7 separate regions of the Mus musculus genome follow, and regions 2, 3, 4, 5, 6 and 7 are each linked to region 1. A link is a contact called in public promoter capture Hi-C data. All regions are on one chromosome and are shown on one strand. Each heading gives the region's core, a stretch centred on a gene start, on an enhancer-like site or on the middle of the called end of the contact. The rest is flanking DNA. Distances are from core to core; before and after follow the strand shown. Region 1 holds the start of Mettl23 (methyltransferase like 23). Region 2 holds the start of Tmem104 (transmembrane protein 104). Region 3 holds the start of Usp36 (ubiquitin specific peptidase 36). Region 4 holds the start of Mrpl58 (mitochondrial ribosomal protein L58). Region 5 holds the start of Mrps7 (mitchondrial ribosomal protein S7). Region 6 holds the start of Grb2 (growth factor receptor bound protein 2). Region 7 holds the start of Tmem94 (transmembrane protein 94).

Evidence for each region. Promoter capture Hi-C pulls out the DNA fragments that hold promoters and counts their contacts.
Region 2: a contact with region 1 is called in a promoter capture Hi-C map of pre-B cells, with 5 times the contacts expected there. The contact joins the promoter of Tmem104 here to the promoter of Mettl23 in region 1. A contact is called at or near these places in 3 of 39 promoter capture datasets (erythroid cells, liver and pre-B cells).
Region 3: a contact with region 1 is called in a promoter capture Hi-C map of liver, with 6 times the contacts expected there. The contact joins the promoter of Usp36 here to the promoter of Mettl23 in region 1. A contact is called at or near these places in 3 of 39 promoter capture datasets (embryonic stem cells, liver and pre-B cells), 1 of 484 Hi-C or Micro-C datasets (liver), 2 of 115 datasets of contacts at active chromatin or transcription factors (astrocytes and extraembryonic endoderm stem cells) and 2 of 9 other capture datasets (adipose tissue and liver).
Region 4: a promoter capture Hi-C map of pre-B cells shows a contact between it and region 1, with 3 times the contacts expected there. The contact joins the promoter of Mrpl58 here to the promoter of Mettl23 in region 1. A contact is called at or near these places in 5 of 39 promoter capture datasets (hematopoietic stem and progenitor cells, liver, neutrophils and 1 more), 1 of 484 Hi-C or Micro-C datasets (B cells), 1 of 115 datasets of contacts at active chromatin or transcription factors (embryonic stem cells) and 2 of 9 other capture datasets (adipose tissue and liver).
Region 5: a contact with region 1 is called in a promoter capture Hi-C map of pre-B cells, with 7 times the contacts expected there. The contact joins the promoter of Mrps7 here to the promoter of Mettl23 in region 1. A contact is called at or near these places in 6 of 39 promoter capture datasets (the C10 cell line, erythroid cells, fetal liver and 2 more) and 1 of 9 other capture datasets (adipose tissue).
Region 6: a contact with region 1 is called in a promoter capture Hi-C map of pre-B cells, with 4 times the contacts expected there. The contact joins the promoter of Grb2 here to the promoter of Mettl23 in region 1. A contact is called at or near these places in 1 of 39 promoter capture datasets (pre-B cells), 1 of 484 Hi-C or Micro-C datasets (CD4 T cells), 1 of 115 datasets of contacts at active chromatin or transcription factors (astrocytes) and 1 of 9 other capture datasets (liver).
Region 7: a promoter capture Hi-C map of pre-B cells shows a contact between it and region 1, with 4 times the contacts expected there. The contact joins the promoter of Tmem94 here to the promoter of Mettl23 in region 1. A contact is called at or near these places in 5 of 39 promoter capture datasets (the C10 cell line, hippocampal neurons, liver and 1 more).

What each region holds. Positions count from the first base shown.
Region 1 is chr11:116,841,935-116,844,877 of GRCm38.p6, reverse strand. It overlaps Mettl23 (methyltransferase like 23), which reads right to left and starts at 1,363. Exons shown (of 5, transcript NM_028865.3): 1 at 1,104-1,363. The coding sequence starts at 1,271. Jmjd6 (jumonji domain containing 6) reads left to right here and starts at 1,429. Exons shown (of 6, transcript NM_033398.3): 1 at 1,429-1,813; 2 at 2,158-2,546. The coding sequence starts at 1,685.
Region 2 is chr11:115,186,081-115,189,023 of GRCm38.p6, reverse strand. It overlaps Tmem104 (transmembrane protein 104), which reads right to left and starts at 1,537. Exons shown (of 10, transcript NM_001033393.2): 1 at 1,426-1,537; 2 at 702-814. The coding sequence starts at 746. It overlaps Nat9 (N-acetyltransferase 9 (GCN5-related, putative)), which reads left to right and starts at 1,625. Exons shown (of 7, transcript NM_025400.4): 1 at 1,625-1,905; 2 at 2,187-2,275. The coding sequence starts at 2,199.
Region 3 is chr11:118,288,804-118,291,746 of GRCm38.p6, reverse strand. Usp36 (ubiquitin specific peptidase 36) reads left to right here and starts at 1,503. Exons shown (of 21, transcript NM_001033528.1): 1 at 1,503-1,790.
Region 4 is chr11:115,402,297-115,405,239 of GRCm38.p6, reverse strand. It overlaps Mrpl58 (mitochondrial ribosomal protein L58), which reads right to left and starts at 1,488. Exons shown (of 6, transcript NM_001347645.1): 1 at 1,280-1,488. The coding sequence starts at 1,465.
Region 5 is chr11:115,602,678-115,605,620 of GRCm38.p6, reverse strand. Mrps7 (mitchondrial ribosomal protein S7) reads right to left here and starts at 1,481. Exons shown (of 5, transcript NM_025305.3): 1 at 1,378-1,481; 2 at 709-900; 3 at 535-598. The coding sequence starts at 1,460. Gga3 (golgi associated, gamma adaptin ear containing, ARF binding protein 3) reads left to right here and starts at 1,705. Exons shown (of 17, transcript NM_173048.3): 1 at 1,705-1,793. The coding sequence starts at 1,754.
Region 6 is chr11:115,707,040-115,709,982 of GRCm38.p6, reverse strand. It overlaps Grb2 (growth factor receptor bound protein 2), which reads left to right and starts at 1,386. Exons shown (of 6, transcript NM_008163.4): 1 at 1,386-1,589.
Region 7 is chr11:115,763,910-115,766,852 of GRCm38.p6, reverse strand. Tmem94 (transmembrane protein 94) reads right to left here and starts at 1,420. Exons shown (of 32, transcript NM_028014.3): 1 at 1,300-1,420.

The DNA.
Region 1 (2,943 bases), core at 114-2,613:
TGTCCTTTTCCTAGTTGTCTATTAATGCCCAAACTTAAAAAGATCCAGGTTATTAGTATCTTCCAACTCTGCTTCACGCTTATTTGTCCTGAAATATTTCTCTGTAGTACACAGCCAAGAATCTCTTCTCTAATGTTAGAGGCTGCTGGGAGGGCGGAGGAATACACCTTTAATCCCAACACTCCAAAGGCAGAGGCACGGTGAACCCTGAGTCCAGACTGGTTCACAGAATGTGTTCCACAATAACCAGGGATACATAGAGAGACCCTGTCTCAAAACAAAATCTCTGCTTCACTTGTGTAGAAGTCTGGGAAAAAAAACAAACAAACGAGGACTGCTACAGGTGGCAGCATTGTATAGCAGAAGGCTATACCTTCTGCTCCCCTTACTATTGCCAGGGACACCTACCTACCTATGGTCCAGCTGCCTACATTACAACACGAAAATCCTTTGTAAAACCCGACTACCTGGGAAGAGTTAGTCAGTTTTAGAGTAGCTATGAGCTCGGAGGGAACAAGCCAGTGCCGATGTATAAAATTTTATTGGGGTGTTGGAGACAGGAATCCCTGGTCCCAAAATTTAAACAGCAAAGATTACGGGGTTTGGGATAAACTCAAAAGCACAACTATCATCTATCGTGTATGGATCTTGGATTCGAGCCCCGGCACTGTTTAAGCCAGCATGGTGGCGCACACTCCTAACCCTAAGAAGCGGGAAACGGGGGTTCAAATTCAAAGCCTGCCTGAGCTCAGAAATAAAACAGAGAGTTAGGGCTACCACTCAGTGGCGGAGCACTTGCCTAACAGGCAGAGGTTCAATCAAGAGTACCCGGAGGTTTGGTGGGGAGGGGGGCAGGCCGTGTTAGATATACTGACAGATGCTTTCAAAAGAGTACAAAGTTAGCATCACAGGACAAGACAGCCACTTTCCTGGTGGAATTCAGTGAACTTCCTGGCACTGTCCCTAAATGTGTCACTGGAGCGCACTTAACCCCTCACCGGGCTTCACACCAGACCTGGTGCTAATGAACGAAGCCGAGAACTGAAGGACAACCCACTCCCGCTCCAAACAGGGGGCTCCCACGTGGGTGCCGCCGCACGCACCTGCGGGACGCGGACCTCCAGCACCGCCCGATTGCCTCCGGGAACTGGCTCCTCCCGGAACCGAAAGAGCTGGGTCCCGGCCATGAGGCCGGGCTCGCACGTAGGGGAGTCCAGGGACGCCGGGTCAGGAGGCGGTGCCCAAGGAGCGCGGGGCCGGACACTGTCCATGGCAAACACAGGAAGCCGGAGGCCGCAGCGGGCCCGGCCGGAAGGAGACCGCAGGGAAGCGACGCGCAGACGGAAGTGTTGCGTAGGCCAAAGCAGGGAGGGGCAGGGCGTCGGCGACGCGACCTTCCCAACATGGCGCCCAATTGGCGTGCATGAAGGCGGGTCTGGCAGGTCGCTGAGGCCAATGGCGGACCGCATGAGGCGGTGGGGCGGGGAGGAAGGCCGCTGTTCGCCCAACCCAAAGCTCCGGTGGCGGCTGAGGAGTGAATCTTCTGGAAGGCGACTTTAAAGGCGCCGGGCCGGAGCGAAGGGCGTCTCGGGGCCGCGCCAGCCAGGGAGGGAGGGCGCGTTTGGTGGCAGGAAACGCGAGCCGCGTCGGGGTCGGGGCGGAACCGGACGGCGAGCGGCTCACGATGAACCACAAGAGCAAGAAGCGCATCCGCGAGGCCAAGCGAAGTGCGCGGCCGGAGCTCAAGGACTCGCTCGACTGGACCCGGCACAACTACTACGAGAGCTACCCGCTGAACCCCGCGGCCGTGCCGGTGAGCGGGGCGCGGGACCCCACACGACGGCTGCCCGCCTTCCGAGGGCCGCTGGTCCCCCGATGGGGCCCCGCAGCCCGGCTGTCAAAACTCGCTCGGTCGTGGGAGCTTCGGGCCCCTCCCTCCCGTGAAGGGGTGGCTCCGGGTGCGACGTGCTCGCCCGCACGCACGTGGGCCTCCTTCCGTCCCTCCGGCCCCCTGGAGGAGCAGAGGCTCGCTCGTTCCTTGCTCGTGTGTGCCATTGCTCACGGGTGTCTTTGCTAATTGGCCCTGTGGGACACCTTTATCCGCCACTGGACTTGTTCCAGTGTCCTAACGGGACAGGTCTTTTGTTGTTCCCGCAGGATAACGTGGAGAGAGCTGATGCCTTACAGCTGTCGGTGAAAGAGTTCGTGGAGCGCTACGAGAGGCCTTACAAGCCCGTGGTTCTGCTCAATGCACAAGAGGGCTGGTCCGCACAGGAGAAATGGACTCTGGAGCGCCTCAAAAGGAAATACCGGAACCAGAAGTTCAAGTGCGGCGAGGATAATGACGGCTACTCGGTTAAGATGAAGATGAAGTACTACATCGAGTACATGGAGAGCACCCGCGATGACAGTCCCCTTTACATCTTCGATAGCAGCTATGGCGAACACCCCAAAAGAAGGAAACTTTTGGAAGACTACAAGGTGCCCAAGTTTTTCACAGATGATCTTTTCCAATACGCGGGGGAGAAACGCAGACCCCCTTACAGGTAAATTATTTCACGTTAAGTTTTCAAAAACCATGGACAGTGACAGGCAGTGGTATTTTTGTAAGGCCAGCCTGGGCTACAGAATGAGTTCCAGGACAGCAAGGGCTACACAAAGAAACCCTGTCTCTGGATAAACACACACAAATCCGCAAGCCTGTTAGCAGAACTCTGTCTAACCTTGTAAAAGCAATGAAAGTCTTCCCTACACATTGACCTGTTTATAGTCCTACTTCGGAAGAAGGATTCCATGGGGGTGGGGGGGTGGGGAGGCATCTGGATTCCTCCAGGGCATTTTTTTTTTTTTAAATAAAACTTCATGCATGTATATGTTTTACCAGTCTCTGCCTGTTGGTTGAGGTCAGAACCTCAGGAGCTGCAATTATGGATAGTTGTGAGC
Region 2 (2,943 bases), core at 288-2,787, 1.7 Mb after region 1:
TCTAATTGTCATAATTGCATGCTCTACCAAACTGCAATTGGGAGACTCTGCAGTTCACCACCTCTTTCAACATCCAAGACCACAAGAGTTGTGCAATTTAGAATTTAGCGAAGGAAGAAAGAGGCTGCTGACTACTGAGAGGAACACAACTCCATGGCGACAGCTGTTGGTGACTGCCCAGCTGACTGGCAGAACTGTGTGTCATCTGTGGGAGTCCTGAGATAGATATTATGGGAGACTAGCAAGTTAACTACTATTTGGCTTGATGCTCTCTGATAGGTGTCTAAAAGGAGAACTGGCCTGGAGAAACAGCTCAGCAGTTAAGAGTACCTGCTGCTCCTGCAGAGGACCCGAGTTCACTTCCAGCACTTACACTGAGCAGCATCCAACCATCGACAACTAACTCCAGGGCATCTGGTGCCCTCTTTTGGATTTGACAGGCATGCACATATCCATACGTAGACACATCATTTAAAATAAAAGCTTTAAAAAATTATAAACAAATGAGGAACGAGCCTGATATATAGAGTCTAGCTAAGACAGCTGAACCTGACTGGAGCTATGTGGAGTTTCCGTTGTGTTTTTCACCAGGGTCTATTTAAACCAGGGCCATAATTAGTATAGTCCACAGATAGCAGTGGGCTTCTCTAGAAACCAGGAGCATGGTGGTGAGCAGAACACATTTATGGAGAAGAACTCACATAAGGAGAATAGAGCTCTCCGGTCTCTGTGATCTCGCCTGCCATCTCCAGAGAGTGAGGAAGGGCTGGCCCAAGAGGTTACTTCTATGCAGTGGCAGCAGCAGCCGCAGCTCCTAAGACAAAAGAGTAGACTTTAGTTCTCTAACTGCAGAGATGAGACTGGGGGTGGGGGGTTTGCAGTCTGCCGCTTTCACCTGTAGCCCTTTTAACTCAGACACTTTGGTCTCCCTATCTGCCATGAGACAGCCTTGGTGGGACGCGGCTTCCTGGACCATGTCTTCTAACTTGATTTGCTATGCAAGGCACTTCTCGGTGCCTGGATGCTGCTCACACTCCAAGTGACTGAAGGGGCTTTCCGGGCCTCTAAGCCTCACTAACCATCACAGCCCCCTTTACCCTAAAGTGCTTACGTCCGTTTCATTATCTATGAGCTCACTACTACACAGGACAGCCCACACAGCTGTCTGCTTCTCCGCCCACAGCGGGAGTCAGCTTTTCCAAGGTCGCCCCTCCATCCTAACTCCTTGTCCCAAAGCCTCTTCTTTTAAATGGGGCCTCGCGCACCGACACCTGCCTTTTGCTTTGCCTTAGGGTTTCCCACCCTTAAGCCTCCCCTCTCTTCTCCAGAGCCGGTCCCTCAGTCTCCCCTTCCCCTCCCTTCCAGGTGAAACTCTAAAATTCACATCCATCTTCACCCTGTCCTGCCCTCCTGCCCGTCCCAGACCTGCAGCACAGCTAGCTTCCAGGCACAGTGGCCACCGCCTCCAGCTCTGCAGCTGCCACCCGGCACCAGCGGCCCCGCACCAGCGCCCGCTACGCGCACGCGCACGCTTCCCAGTCCCCCGTCCAAGCGAGCGCGTGGGGAGGGGCGCAGTGCGTTGATTGGATGCCTCGCGGGGGCGGGGCCGGGATTGGGCTTTGCGGCTGCCGTCTGCCTGGCGGAAGCGGACAGCAAGCCCCTCTACGCGCATGCGGAAAGCCTGTTTCTCCGGGACAGACGCTGACGCCTGTCGTTGGGGACGCCTTCCTCGGCAGGGGGTGGTTGTGAGCTTTGCAGTTTGCAAACTACAGCGCTTAGACGGCCGAGGAACCACGCAAAGGGCTGAGGCCTGAGAACTTTGAGTGGGGCTTGGGGACAGGAAAACGGAAGGGCCAGAGCCGAGTGACGTGGACTCTGGACGCTGGAGGCTAGGGTTGGAAACAGGTTAAAAAAAGGATTAACAGGTCATTTGGGGGTGGACGGGCATGTTGTGTAGGAATGGGCTGGAAACCGAGCCAGAACTTGGCCCCTGGGTGAGAGCCCAGATGTATTGACCACTTCGGCTCTTTCTCTTACAAGAGTTTTAGAATCCCCGTTCTTTCACGTAGTTGTGAGGGGAAGGCAGGACGCTCTTCTGTCAACATAGCTCCACTGCTACAGAAAGAGTTCCACCCTGCGTGGGAAGACACTATGGGGGCTCTGAAGTCTTTAACTCTCCCCACTAGTAGGCAGCTACAATGAAGCTGAATCAGAACACCATGCTAGTGGGCAAGAAGGTGGTCCTGGTACCCTACACCTCCGAGCATGTGCCCAGGTAACTAACTCATTACCCGACTGGTTGTAGCGTGGAGGGCAATTGGAAACAGGGTGCCTTAATCTAGGAGCCTGTCTTGTTTAACAAACGTCACTTGTGTGGTGCTGTACACCTTTGATTCTGGCCCAACACTTGGGAGACAGAGGCAGGTCCATCTCTTCCGTGAGATTGAGGCTAGCCTGGGCAATATAATAAGTTCCAGGCCAGCTAGGGATACTTAATGAGACTGTGACTCAAAGTGGGGGGTTGGGGGTGGGAATTACATGCAGGAGGAATAAAGCTGAAGTGGAGGGCTCATTTTTCATTTATTTTCCTTGTCATCCATCTCTCTGCTTTCTTTTTGGCTTTTCAATGAGGGATTACATCATCTAGATGTGTGTGTAACAAAAAAACAAAGCCATGTCTTCTTCCCTCGTTCTAAATTACTTATGGCGTTCCCTGGTATCCTCTGGAGACTTAACGTGTGCTTGTCCCAGATGTTGAATTCATTATTTTGATGCCTACTGTTTAAAGGCCAGAAGTGAGATTCAGGGACTCTTTGTGAGGTTAGTTGGCAAACATCTGACAGATTGAGAAGCTGGCTCTGTAGGGGACAATAGTTTTGCATTGGGGAGATCTGTCACCCTGCCTTGTAGAGGTCTCCTCAGCCCTCTTTGCTGGGCTGGACT
Region 3 (2,943 bases), core at 254-2,753, 1.4 Mb before region 1:
GTATCCTTGGCTCTCTGGAACTCACTCTGTAGACCAGGCTGGCCTTGAATTTAGAGATCTGCCTGCCTCTGCCTCCTGAGTGGGATTAAAGGTGTGTGCCACTATCGCCCAGCCTGGGGACTAAATTTATTACCTGCCAACTGAGCTACTGACTCTGAATTTTATTTTATTTTTTTGTCCCCACAGATCAAGCCTCCAAGTAAGAGAAATTTGCAAAGTAACAGGCTAATTAGAACAACATCTGGATTAAAAACCTAGGTCTTATGCCAGGTGCCAGCTCCCACACAGGAAGCGTGCTAAAACAGTGAATTTCCCAGGAACTGTATCAGGCTCGGGACAGCAAAAGCAGTAATTCATTGTAGCCAGCCTAGAACAGTGGGTTTATAGAGCCAGCTCCAGCCAGACACAAAGAGTGGTCAGAGAACAAAGAAGTCGGTCTAAATAAAGAGGGAGGATTCTGGGACTGGAACTCAATAGTTAATAGCCCCTACTTCTCTTACAGAGTACCAGAGTTTGGTTCCCAGCCCTCACACTGGGAGCTCACAACTTAGAGCTGCCTGTAATTCCAGTTCTAAGAGAGGATGAGACACCAGTGGCCTCCACAGGCACCTACACTCAGATATTCTTCCCCTATACGTATGTAATTCAAAATCTTTTTAAAACTAAGAGAACTTTTTTTTTCTAATTTAGGTCATATGTGTCTGCCACATGTAGAGTTACATGAGATTTTGAACCACCACTGTATGGGTGCTGGGAAGTCCTTGGAAAGAACGACAAGCCATCTTAACCTCTGAGCCATCTTTCTAGCTCTAAAAGGGACATTGGTATAGGCTAACAGGATTTGGTCTTTGCCATTACTACCCCATCAGCCCCCACTCCCACCCCCTTTTTTAAAGACAAGGTTCTGCTACGTGGTCCAGAAGACATTCTCCAATGATCCTCCAGCCTTGGCCACTTAAGTTAAGCGGTGGAGTGGCTATAGCCAGCATCTCAAGGATCCCAGAGATGACGTTTAAGTTCTGATCATCCCCCACCCCCTCCACTCCTCAGAGTTGCAGAAACTGCTTTCTTGTGCCACAGCGCCTGTTTCATGCAGTGATGGATGGAACCCAGGGCCTCATTCCATGCCCGGCTTGCTAGGGTTTTTTTTGTTTTTTTGTTTTTTTTCAAAAGGACGCCTGCAGGTAAGAACTAACGAACGGTGAATCTTCAAAGCCTCGGTGGCTTGCACTGAACGTGAGCCCTGAGCTCCTCGCCGCAGCACACTGGGCCTGCGCACTGGCAATGTCAGGCACGCAAGCGGAAGTGACGCCACTCGCGTACACCGCGGGAACCACGCCAAGCCGCAGCAGGGTCTCTGGACTCCGGGACGCTTCCGGAGCTTTTAGCTCTACGCGCTTGCGTCATCGCGTAGACTGGCAGGCCTGCGGGGCGGAGGGGTGACGTGTGCGTCGCGAATAGCAGAGAAGGGAGGGTCCAGGGAGACAAGTCGCCGTTAGCTCCGCCTCTTAAGGCGAACGTGCCCTTCACGCGGACTCAGGGAGCACATTGCAGTGCGGCTCCTTTAAACGTCGTGGTGACACGTGTGTGAGGCTCTGGAGGCCCGGATGGTGCGCATGCTGGCCCGGCCCGGATCGGACGCTGGTGCTGCGCGGGCCTTCCGCGGGTTCCCGAGAGGCCTAGGAGGTCGAGGTCGGGCGCGGCGGAGCGCAGGAGCTTCCGCGGGGCTTGGGACGAGGAGGGTGCGCGTTCTACCCGCGGGTTTTGGGGACTCCAGCGAAGGCTGACAGGTGCGTGCGTGGCCGGCGAGGGCACCGGGGAACGCAGAAAGAACATCGGACGCAAGGGACAGGGATCGCCGGGAAGGACAGGGCGTGAGAGGGGCGTAGGGCAACACTGGAGAAGGTTGGGGTGCGAGGGACTTGGAGGAACAAGGGATGCCAGGGACTCCGAGGAAGGGACAGGTGATGTGAGGGGTGCCTGTAAACCCTAGCGTAGCCAGGGAATTGCATCAGTCTTCATCCCAGGGAGCTTCTGGAACGTGAGGTCGCTGGGATCGCGGTTGTTCTCTCAGAGCGGGTTTTCCTTTGAAGGTTCCCGGAGCTGGAAATCTTAGGGTGGAGGTATAGCTGTAGTCCATTTTATAGACTAGGGCAGGGTCAGATCCTTAACACGGATCCACACCGAAATGTAATAGCAGGATAGCATTCTAACCAAAATGCCCATTGCTTATGGTGTGTGATTGTGTGTGCGCGCGCGAGCCTGCCTGCGTCTGTGGCGTGACCCTTGGTGATGGAGATGGTGGAATAGCATCCTAAGACAGGGAGGCACCTTGGATGCCTGAGGATGCCAAAGAGCATGTAGTTCAACTGTTCCCTGACTTGGAATGCTCTGCGGTGGGATGCCTTGGAGGCCCCAGCTCTGTCTTCGCCAGCATGTAAGTGACCCTGAGAATCTGACTTGAGTATTTCTTGGAAAACAGCTTAAAGAGCTGAAGGAAATGCTTTGTTTAAATGACATCTGTCAGAAGGGAGGAGCCAGGCTTGAGTTCCGAATTAGATATGTAAATTGGGCGTGCAGAGTATCCTAGTCCTTGAGAGACCTGGGTCGAGGAAGCATCCCGGTTGGCCTGAGAGTCACACGTGCTGCGTGTGCATGTTAGAGGGTTTGCTGGGAACTACACGAACATTTTTCTCGCTCCTACATCACATAGCCGTATCTTCCAGGTAGAATGATAGACACTTTTTTCCTGCTATAGCTTCAAAAATGATCTTGGCTGAGTAGCCTGCCTTGGTCCTAAGGCCCTTGTGGCAAATGCCTTTGGGTTAGTGTTCCCATTTGCTCATCCCTGAACCATGTTGGGCCAGGACAAAGTTCTCACCTCCCCGTAGGGAGGCATGTGTGGTTTTGAAAATGATGTTTGTGTGGTGGGGATTTTCAGAA
Region 4 (2,943 bases), core at 239-2,738, 1.4 Mb after region 1:
TTCCTGGCTCCACCCACTTCTCTCAACTGCCTCACTCAGCCACACTTGTCCAGCATGCTACTGTTCTGAAATGGTTGCACCTGCTCTGCTGGGGACACTCATCTCCCCAGTATTCTCATGTCTTCCTTCCAGGTCTTTGTACGTGACAAGGTCTCATATAATCCAGGCTGGCTATGAGCCAATTGATTTTTCCTGCCTCTGCCTCAAGTGCTTGGGTTACAGATTCAGGCCACTGTGGCCCATTCTTCCAGGCTTTTCCCAGATCACTCTACCTAAAACTTCAATGCTTAGCTGGGTTTGTTGGTATATGCCTGTAATCTCAGTACTTGAGAGGCAGGAAGATCACTGCAAACTAGAGATCATCCAGGGCTTTTAAAGAGCTTTTCTCACAACATGTATCAGTACAGTGATACATGCCAGTAATCTTTACGCGTGGGAGATGAACGTGGAAGGATCAGGAGCTCATAGCCACCCACAGCTATGTAGCAAGTTCGAGTCTAGCCTAGGCTACATGAGATCCTTTGTCCAAACAAACAACAAACCTACAACTGTTATTATCTCTAGCTTCACCTTTGCCTTCTGAGTCTTACTATCTCTGAAGTATCATATTTAGTGTTACTTGGGTTTATTCATTTATTTTTGTCTGTCGCCCTCCAGTATACGAGCTTTACAGCCTTAGGATTTCTGTTTTACTACTCTCTGCCCCAAATTAGCACTGTGCTAACAGCATGCTCTCAAAAGATGTCTGCTGAATGAGGTGCGAGTGGATGAATGAAAATACTTGATGCTCTTTCAATCCTACAGGTGCAGCTCAATAGATGCTCTCTTTCCTGCTCAGGCCCCACGCAGTACCACTACATGACGCAGGCTAAACATGGACCCTTAGGGACCAAACCAGCTTTGTCTCAGGCTTCCTAACGTTACTAGGGTCAAAAGACTGGGTAACGTCCCAACTTGCGGATCTCAGGTTTTACTACTTTCAAGGTCCATAATGCACATCTTCCCATATAATGTGAGCCTGAAGGCCGGGAAGCAAACGTGGACAAACTAACGATCTAGAAAGACGCGTATGTGGCGGCTCTCTCCCAGGGTCTGCACTACCCGAGCCACGAGGGTTGCAATCACACTCTACAGTCCCAGCACATCCCGCACCTCCGGCCGGGTTACTAGGGCGATCAGTTCCTCCTGGGGCAACCAAAACCTTGCAAGCCGCCCGGCTTCCTCGCGTCACCTAGCAGCGGGAGGAACCGCCCTTTCCGTCCCGCCTTTCTCGGCTCACCGGGACCTTCCAGGCGGTATCCGCGCCCTTGGACTCGGGGTACAGCTTGTCCAGGCTGTAGATGCTCTGGAACGTGGTGCCGTCTACCTGTCTGTGCAGAGCCCGGCGAGCACAGCGCGCGGGCGGCGCGAGCAACAACGTTCCAGTTCGGCTCAGGCCCCAGCGTAGGCCCCAGGCGGTCGCCATGTTCACCTCCCAGGACCGCTTCCGGTGCTCACTCTTCCGGCGGTCCGCCAGCCTTGGCTGAGCTGGCTCTTAAGTTCCGCCGGGTTTCTCGGGCTCCGGGCTGTCCACCTTGGCGGTGATGGTGGGAAGTGGTGCGCACCCAGCTGACATCTGGTAGAGGTTGACCGGCAGATAGAGACCACCTACGGGAGATTTTTCTTAAAAAGATTCCTGTATGGGTCTGACTGAGCGGTGCTCACCTGCAGTCCCAGCACTGCTCTCAAGGCTAAGGCAGATGAGAGCCTAACCTAGTCACATAGCCCCTGTCATAAAAATAATACATACATGGCCAGGCGTGGTGGCACTTAATCCCAGCACTTGGGAGGCAGAGGCAGGTGGATCTCTGAGTTCGAGGCCAGCCTGGTTTACAGAGTGCGTTCCAGGACAGCAAGGGCTATGCAGAAAAAAAACCCTGTCTTGAAAAACCATAAAAAAAAAATAATAATAGTACATACATACACACATACATACATACATGGCCAGGCCTTAATCCTTGCACTTGGGAGGCAGAGATAGGTGGACCTAGGCTAGCCTGGTCTACAAAGTGAGTCCAGGACAGCCGAGGCTTCTATACAGAGAAACTCTGTCTTGGAAAAATCATTTTAAATGTGTGTGTATGTAAACAAATATATAAATGCATAAATACATAAACAAACACTGGATCTAGCATCCTAGAAACACCCTTTTCTCTTTTTTGAGTCTGTTCTCCTTCCCTGGACCCTTGAGCAACCTAACTAGATACAGCAAGGACGACCTTACCTGCTAAGCTCGGACTTTCCCTGCCCTTTCCTATCCCTTGTTCAGTGTGAGCCACATTCCTAACTTGCTTTAGATAGATGAGTGGATAGACAGTCAACCAATCTTTGTGTGTTCGATTTTGAGCTTAAGGGTTGGTTTTGTGGTATTTATTTAGGCAGGTTTCAATTATGTAGCCCTAGCTGGCCTGGAGCTCACTATATACAGCAGGTTGCCTGCCTCTCAGTCCAGAGCATTGGTATTAAAAGCTTACCCAACCAGGTCTGTCTTTTGCTTGTGTTTTGAGACAGGGTTTCAACCTATTTAGCTCAGACTAGTCTTGAACTCCTGACCCTCCTGCCTTCACCTCACAGGTGTTCAGATTTGTACCACTACTCCAAGGCCCAGTCTTATGTTCTAACATATTGCCTGTCTCCAAGTTAGAATGTAAGGTCTCTGCTGTATCCCAAACATGCAGAGTGTGTCACATCACAGACATACCACGACTGTGGGTCAAGTGAATTTCATGGTAGTTCACGTTTTTGTTGTTCTTTGGTTTGGTTTTTCTTTTTCTTCTTTTTTTTTTTCCTCATGACAGTATTTCTGTGTAACCTTGACTGTTCTGAAACTCGCTCTGTAAACCAGGCTGGCCTTGAACTCTTAAAGATGCACCTGCTCTACCTCCTGACTGCTGGGATCAAAGG
Region 5 (2,943 bases), core at 232-2,731, 1.2 Mb after region 1:
AATGCTGGGATTAAAAGTGTGAACTACCACCACCCAGGCAAGAACTTTTTTTTTTAATGTTGACAGAATGGGAAACTTCTGGGGACTCTGTGTAGCTCTGGCCGGGGTGAAACTAGCTTTTGACCATCCTGGCCTCAAACTTTTCCCAACTCTGCCTCTTTTATTGTTAGGTTGTCCCCCCACCCCACCCCAAGACTGGATCTTAATATACAGCTCTGGCTGTCTGGAACTCAGAGATCTGCCTACCTCTGGCTCTGTTTTGATTGTTTTTAAGACAGGATCTCACTAAGTAGCTCTGTTCCAGAACTCACTCTGTAGCTCAAGCAGGCCTGACTTATCTCTGCTTCTCGAGTGCTGGATTCAAATGCCTTCTCCAGCGATGGGATTTGAGGTGGGCACCACCAATCTCAGATCTTGGAAATTTTAATGGCAGGAATAGAAACCTGTTTTCTAGTTTTGAAGCCATGGTGTAAAACGCAGACACCAAGCCTGAGGGAAAAGAAAGACAAGCTGAAGAGGAAGAAGCGGCCTTACCTGAGCCATGAGAGACCGGGCCAGAACTTTGTTGCCTCCCTTCATCATCATGTTGGTGAATTTGCTTCAAGGAGAAAAACATGGTTAGCTTTCCCGGGCTGTACTCCGGATCCCTCAGCAGAAAACTGCCCCAGGTGAGTTCCAGCCCACAGCAGAGGAGCATTTGCGCCAAACCTGATGACCGGGTCTGCGAACACCGAGCTGGTTTCAGTCGCGGCCGCAGCTTTGATAAACTGGGTTTTCTTGAGCTCCTGGTCATACTTCTCCTCTTCGGTGAGTTCCGCCACCGGCTTGCGGTAATATTCCTTGTCAATCAAGGGCTCCCGGAATTCGGGGGCATAGCGGCTCCCCCTCACCTGTGTGAGCCTGGGAGTGGGGCGAGGAGGAAGCAGACAGAACCCTACGGGTGAATCTGTGACTCCACAAAAGTGAACAAGCTTGACTTAACAGTAAGCCGCAAGTGCCATCACGCTGACGAGGGACGGTGGCGCTGGGACCGCCTGCTAACCTGACAGCAGTTCTGACCCTTGTCCCAAGAGGTAGGCAGCCCCCACCCCGAAACTGGCCACTGTTCCGTCGCAAGCCAGTTCTCCGATCTCTAGCAGGGCCGCACTCTCGGCTCCGGGTAGAACCGATCTAGGTCATCCCGGCCTGTCAGGCATAGGACAGGGTACTAAGCCCCCAAACCGGCCCGTTTAATGGCTGGAGTCAGCCATCTCGGCGCCCCGAGTTAGTGCCCTCCCGCGCCAGAACTCAGCGCAGCTCGCCTGCGGCTTCTTTCCTTTCCCCAGGTCCTCCCGTGAAGGTCCGAGCGGCGGTCCCGGCTACGCGCTGCCTTCTCACCCTGGAAGGTTCCAGACGGCGCACCTCACTCCCAGGGCCAGCCCGGACCAGCGAAGCGGAGCGCGCAGCGCGGGGGCAGCCATCTTGGCCGCTGTCAGGACCTCGGAGGGCTGCCCACAGCGCGCCTGCGTGAGTGAGCGACAGGACACGGATGAGAGCCTGCGCACTTTCCTCGGGCGTGGGTTTCCCTTCAGAGGTTCCCTCTGAGGAAGAAGCGAAGACACATCCTCGCCCTCGCGGCCTCCGACGCGGTCCGGCGCGCCCGTGGACCGCAGCCCTCGGCGCGCTCAGGCCCCCATGCGGGCCCCGCCCCCGCCCTGCTCGCGCAGAACCTCGCGAGGCTTGAGGGCGCAGGGCCGGACCGGGCGGCTGCAATATGGCGGAGGCGGAAGGGGAGAGCCTGGAGTCCTGGCTGAGTGAGTATCCGGGGCCGCCTCTACCTGACCTCCAACCACGGGCCTGCCTCCTCCCTCCCTGCGCCATCCCCTCCGCCGCGGCGGCCCGCGGCAGTCCACACCCGGCGTCGCCTCGCGGCGAGCATCCGGCGCTCACACCCCTTGCGAGCAGCGGCCCTTCCCCGCCGCGCGTCCTCAGGCTCCCGCGGGTGACACCTGCAGCGCGAGATCCTGCAGGCCCGGAAAGCGACACCCGGGCGCCTTGGGCTGACAGGCGGGCGTCGTGGGGAGGTTGAGGTGGGGCTGCACCCAGCCTGTGCTCTGGGACCGGGCATTGGACAGGTCCCTCGGGGAGGGTTGAGCGGTGCCACGCCGCACACACAACACAGCTGGCAGCTTCCAGAGTGGGACCATCCTCAGTGAGGATGCTGGAAGTGAGAATTCATTTCCAAAGCGCGACTACAGGGAACAATATACCACGAAGCGTGCTAAATATGTACTGAAGGAACACACATGCGCGCACACACACACACATATATGCACGCACTCATTTTAACGAGATAACCCGCTCTTGAGTAACTCAAAAAACAATGACTGCTGCTATATCGACGTGTTGCTATCTTTACTAATTTGTACATTGCTCCAAAGGAATAAGGTTTAACGTTAGCGGACAGTTCATCCAGGTTATTTAGTAAGGGTTAATAAGGCTGGTTAATCACGCCTTATCAAGGGTCAATAAATTAACTTTACTAAGGGCTAGCCCCGGGAGAGCCTCTGAAATGGAGACGAATCAGGTAAGACGTCTTTGTAGAGCCCTGAGCTGGAAATCCTTTACGGAATACAGTTGTCTCTTTGATGTCTTGAGTGTTGTTCCTAGAGGCATGGCCTTCCTTAAGAACTACTGTTCAGGAGATTGAAATTAGCTTTAAGGGAAGCTACATCCCAAAAGAAAAGTAAGATCACAGTTGCAGTGTCTGATGTTTGCGGGCAGGGCATAGAGCCATCTCCCTATATGTGACAGTTCTCTGGGGAGTGTACAGTGCTGGATTACAGGCATTGGCTAAAATCATTTACCCAAGGATCCCAGTGTCCAGTCAGCTGTGTATAGACCAGGCTGGCCTCGAACTCACTGAGATCCTCCTGCCCCTGCCTCCCCAGTGCTAGGATTAAA
Region 6 (2,943 bases), core at 137-2,636, 1.1 Mb after region 1:
AGGTCCCTGGTACTTAGGGCCAGCGTTCTTCTCTTTGAAACTAAGTAGCTCTATCTAAATCGCAAACTGCTGGAGTCATTGGCTTCATCTTTTGCTCTGAAAGGCATTTTCAATTGCAAATGATGTTCAGTAAACACTTGTCGAAAGAACAATTCACTTGCCTTATTTTAGTGGACTCATTATTGTAGCAGAGGCTTGGGTATTCTTAACTGTATTTTGTTGGCTTCTAGAGAACACATTGACATTGGCTGTGTTCTTGCTCTCCTATAATTGAAAAGAGCTTTTGGAACTGAGAGGTACTTCTCCAAGCTTCATCTACTACTCCCCCAAAACCGGCAGCCCCGCACAGGAACCTATCTATGCACTTTGCATCGCACAGAACACGACTTTCTCACGCCTCCATCCATCTCTCTGTTCTGTGCCATTCCGTTTGTTGGCTAAGCGCTTACCCTGGCTCCTGTGCTGTGGAACTCCTACTCGCCCTCCAGTACTCAGTTCCACATCACCTTCTTTGTTAAGTCTTTTATACAGTGGGCTGAGGAACAGAGCCAGCCTTTCTCTATCTTTTTGGCTTCCTCAGCATTCCCCCAAAGAGCTATGTGTAAGTGTTATAGCTGTGTGTGTATGTGTGTGTGTGTGTGTGTGTGTGTGTGTGTGTGTGTGCGCGCGCGCGCGCGCGCGCATGAGGGTGTGTGCAGGTGAATGCTAGTGCTATCAGAGGCCAGCGGCACTAAGTCTCCTGGAACTGGGGTTACAGACAGTTGTGAGCCATCTGGTGTGGGTGCAGGTCCTCTGGAAGAGCAGCAAGCAGTTTTTGACCTGAGAGGTCTCTCCAGCCAAGACATTACTTGTTTACTCTTCTGCTGCTTCTCTCGATTTAACCTCTTGAAGGCCAGGATCTCTGCTCGTTGTTTCATCTTCTTTACCCAGCACAGTGCTTACTTACACTGGGTATGTGGTTCACTGCGTGAACAGACTAATCAAACAATTCATCGAATACTGCAGGTTGCACGAACCAGATCCCCAAACGTTTCTAGAACTGGTCCTCTATTTGGGTTGAGCCATCCTGAGATCTCTCCCCGCTCCTCGGTGCCTCTTTGCTTTGTTTTGGTAGAAAGGACGTGATTAGAGTGTGGAAAGCGCCGTTCCTCTAGAGCAGAGCTGTAATTCACTTGCTCCGGCACGTAGAGGGTTACAACGGCCCAGGGGCGGAGCCGAGTCCGTGCCACCTGCTGCGGGCCGAGCTGACGCATGCGCGAAGCCCCCCTCTAGGCTACCTGCCGGGCGGAGCGGAGGAGGAGCGCTTGCGCTCTGGGCCTTTTCCGCCGGGGGAAGTCTCGCGGGGGCGGGGCGCGGCGGGGCGGGGCCGCGTGGGGAAGTTCTCGCGGGACCCTGGCGAGGAGCGGAAGCTAGGTTGCTCTGTTGCTTCTGCGATCGGGCGGCGGCGGCGGCGAGAGCGAGCGGGGCTGCGGCCGGGACGGCGGTCGGGGCAGCGGGCGCCGCAGTCAGGGAGCAGCAGCGAGGTTGGCGGCTGCGGGCGGCAGCGCAGGGCGGGCCGGGCCGGGTGACGGAGTGGACGGCGCGTCACGGTGAGTGCAGGGGAGCGGGCGGGAAGTGAGCGGGAGCTCCGTGGTCCCCGCGCCGCGCGGCGGCGAGCGGCTCGGGCCCGGGCTGCTCGGGGCTGCCGGGGAGGGCCGCTCGCGGGCCGGGGAAGGCTGGGACCCGAGCGCAGCGGCTGCGCAGCCGTCTCCTCGTTTCCCCTTTTGGGGCGCTTCCTTCCTGGTGCCGGTCTTCCTCCCGCTGGGGGCAGAGACCCGGCCCGCCGGGGAGGTCTGGTGTGGCGGCCGTCCGGCTGGACGCTGGGGAGCCCGGAGCAGCCGAGAGGCGCAGGCTGCTGCTCTGAGTCAGGCTGACTGAGCCCGGGAGGCGGGGGATTCGGTGCCCGCAGCTAACGTGGTGATTGATGCTCCTTTGACCTGCAAGGCCACCACGTCACCGCCTCTTGGCATCTTGCGGTGGAATTGTGTGCGGGAATCCACCGTGACTTAGAATGATTGTTACCCGGACCCGCCGACGGGTCTTTGTGAGAGTTGGGCGCTTCTCTTTTTAGAAGGACTTGAGGGGGAAAAAATACTTGTTGGGGGGTGGGGGGGAAGCAGCAGCAGCAGCGGATAGGAATGCTGGAAGGAAGGAATTTTGGGGAGAGAGCCCCGTTGGTTCCTGCAACACTCTTAGGTCGTGTGGGTTGGTAAGAAAGGGATTTTAGGCTGTGTTCAAAAGCTATAGCAGTGCAGTTTGCCGGGTAGCCGAAGCGCGTTCAACGTCATCTTTCGGTGCTGTTGACACTCAGAAAGAGGCTAGAGAAACTGGGTTTTGTTGTTGTTGTTTTTTTGTTTTGTTTTTTGTTTTTGACTTCTTCACCTCTCTTTCACTTTTCCGTTTTTGCCTTCTGTCTCCATTCTACGCTACTAGGGACACGAAAAGCATCTGTAGCGCCAGTCATTGGTCCCTCCGCCCCCTTTAAAAAAAAATCTACTTCCCCTTCTTGCTGTTCCTCCGTTATAATTTTCAAGTTTCTGCTGGTTTGGGCACTGTTCATTTTCTCCGTCGTTCTAAGATCCCCTTTTCTTTTGGAGGGAGATACCTTCCCTGTTTGCATTCCTTTTTTAACGTCCACTGTATTCATCAGGCAGCCAGGAGGGCTACTTGGGAGCCAGGGGGGCGGGGGCGGGTGGTGGTGTTGGTGGTAGGGGGCTGTTTAAGTTCTCCCCCTGGGAACTAGGAAACTCAAAGGACTGAATTCATCCCTAAGTAAGTGATAGTGACCAGTTCACAAGTGGATTTTGCCTGTTTGCTTGTGTTACTTGTATTTTGGTGTTTTTTTTTTTTCACAGATCATGGTTTGTTCGTAGTATTTTCCTTCTTGCTCCCTCCTGTTTCCCC
Region 7 (2,943 bases), core at 171-2,670, 1.1 Mb after region 1:
GTTAAATAATACCTAGCGTGTCGGCAGTAAGCATCTGACTGCTGTATAGAAATTGATTCTGGAGTCCAATTTAGGGGAAAGGAGCAGGGAGGAGCACAAGGACTGTGACCTTTATTGCTAATTCGTTCTTCAGGAGGTAAGCCTTCCAAACGGTTGAGGTTGACTCTCTTCCCTGGGAGCTGGCACTTCCTAGCCACTTAAAATAGAAATGTCAAGTGTTTTCTGATTTCTTTCCCTCTTGTGGCCTGGCCAGCCTCCTGCCTGTCTTCTAACCATCTATTGAGGTCTTATACCAAGTGGAATGTGCAGAGGCGGGCGTTCAAGGGCAGTTACCTCTCAAACTACCTGGGGGTACTGATTATCAAAGAGGTAGCTTGTTAATGCAGTGCTCGCCAGACTCTAGGTTCCCCTGCTTGTAATTCTGCCAAGAGAGAAGTGACAGCGAATACAGCCGGTGACATTCCACTGCAGAGTGTCCGGGGACTCTGTCTGAACTGCTAATTCGTTCTCCAGGATGAGCCTACACTGTACAATGGTCTGACTCTGAAAGTGACCGTCAAACTTTTCTATTCCCTCCGTCACTCTTATTTGTTGTTGCTTTAGGTACTGAACCTTCCCCCAAGGCTTTTAACTGTAGGGTTTCGCGGTAGGGAAAAAACAGGGAAACTGCTTTACAGAACTGCAAAGGCTGTGGTGCTACGCTGGCTTCCGAAGCATCTTTATGTGACTCTAAAATCGGGGAAGCACGCCCCAACTGCAACATCGCAGCCTTGCACTGAACTGGAAGTCCCTCGCAGTGTCTAGCAGGCGGGCGGGTGCAGAGATCCCGTCCACTCCGGGCGGCGAGCACAGCGCGCGCTGTGGCAGAAAACCGCCTTTATTTGGGCCGGGGACACCCAGGGGCCTACAAATAAACACTCGTGGCATCAGGATTGGCAGTCGCTGGCCCGGGGCCCAGCCACGGCGGACCTGGGCCAAGGGTTCTTTGTTGGACACAACCTTTATTTCTGACGTGGGACCCCGGCAAGGGGCAAGCCAGGACAGAGAGGGGACATGAGAAAACGAAAACAAACAAACCAAAAAACCCTTGAGGACGTGAGGGAAGGAGCCGGCCCGGAGTTGCAGGCAGGCGCCGGCCGGCCCCTCTCCTCCAGCACAGAGAGACACCCCCTTTGGTGCCACTTGCTAGGTGCACACCCCAGGCGCTCCTCGCCTCGGGTAGGAACTCAGAGGGCGCAGCAGGCCGAGCCCCACGCCCCCTTGCTCCCCACTTCGGGCCGCGGGCCTTCTCGTACTTACCGGGGCCCCCTCGGACGGTCTTCCTCGCCCGCGTCCTCACCCCTCCCTGCCCCCTCCTCACTTCACCTCCCCGCCTCCAGGGGCCGCAGCCATGTCCGTTGTGGGCAACTCTGAGGAGGCTTGCCGCCTTCCCCCAGCAACAGACGCGCAGGCCAACAAGCCAAAGATCCCGACGCTGATTGGTTGAAATTCGAGGTAGGCGGAAGATTCTGATTTGTTATTGGCTGTTTGGTGCGCTCAGCTGTAACCTCCACCGCCCCTCCGGGAGCCTGGCGGAATTGTGTGATTGTTACTCTAAAGCGATCCGGGGAAGCCTGGGTCCTATCTCCGGCACGAAGCTCCCGCGTTTTTAGCGCTATAGAACCAGACTAGAGGCAATCATACAATTTCCTCCCCATTAGTTTACCCACTAAATTTTTCTAGAGCCATGGTCAGGTGATACCTTCTGCCCTTTATTATTTTTTAATGAGGCCCTTGAAAAATCGCCTTATCTGTATTTTCTTCAATTCTTCCTTAATCTTTAAAAGTCCCTCAGTACTAATATTATGGACCAACCAAAGCTGGAGAATCTAAAGCAATACTGTTATTTCACCCTCAGTTCATTTGAAATCTAAAAGGAAAAACAAGCTTGAAAACAACTTTTTTTTTCTAGACTAATTAGAGAAATCGCTTGGGAACCCTCTCTTGGGAAAACAAAATAAGCCTGTGTCAGTATTTACTTCCATTTTCCCAGAGATCTAAGTCTGGAAGGGTTGCTTTTAGAAAAAAAAAAAAAAAGTTTTTTTTTCTGTTTATGAAGTCAGAAAGGGTCATATCTGGTCCTGGGAAAAAAGAGCCCCTTCCTTATAATAATGAATTTAATCATGCGATTACAATCCCTCTTTTCGGCTAGACAAGAAGCCATTTTACTGATTTAACTCTGTTTAAACCAGTTCAGCTGTTACCTTGAACACTCATAGAACCTTGGCACAAACCTTCAACACAAACATCTGTAGTTTATCACTACAGATGGAGAAGTCCAAATCTCTCCACATAACCATAGATGCTCATAACATGATGGAGATAGCCACATAGCCACTTTCAGGGCTCATTGCCACATGGACTCACTACAGTCTTAAACATGCTGGAGTACTTTGTTCAGTAGCTCTCTGAGCTTTTACATTTCTTTGCAGCTAATAACAGCCAAAATGCAGCCAGGCAGTGGTGGCACACGCCTTTAATCCCAGCACTTAGGAGGCAGAGGCAGGAGGATTTCTGAGTTTGAGGCCAGCCTGGTCTACAGAGTGAGTTCCAGGCCAGCCAGGGCTACACAGAGAAACCCTGTCTCAAAACAAACAAACAAAACCCCCAGCCAATATGCAAATACATGCCCGTGTGAAACTTTAGCCCAAACACTCCCTTCCCATGCTGCTTCCCTGTCTGTTGCACAGAACTGGTTAGTTACCTGGGTCTGGGGTCTTTCTACTTCATTCCACAAAACCTGGAGCCCTTGGGGAATCCTGCCTTAGTTAAGGTTACGCTTGCTGTGATAAAACACCATGATCAAAGAAGCATGAGGGAGGGAAGGCTTTATTCAGCTCACACTTTGGTTCATCCTCAAGGAAGTCAAGATAAGAACTCAGTCAGGACAAGAAAAACTGAGCA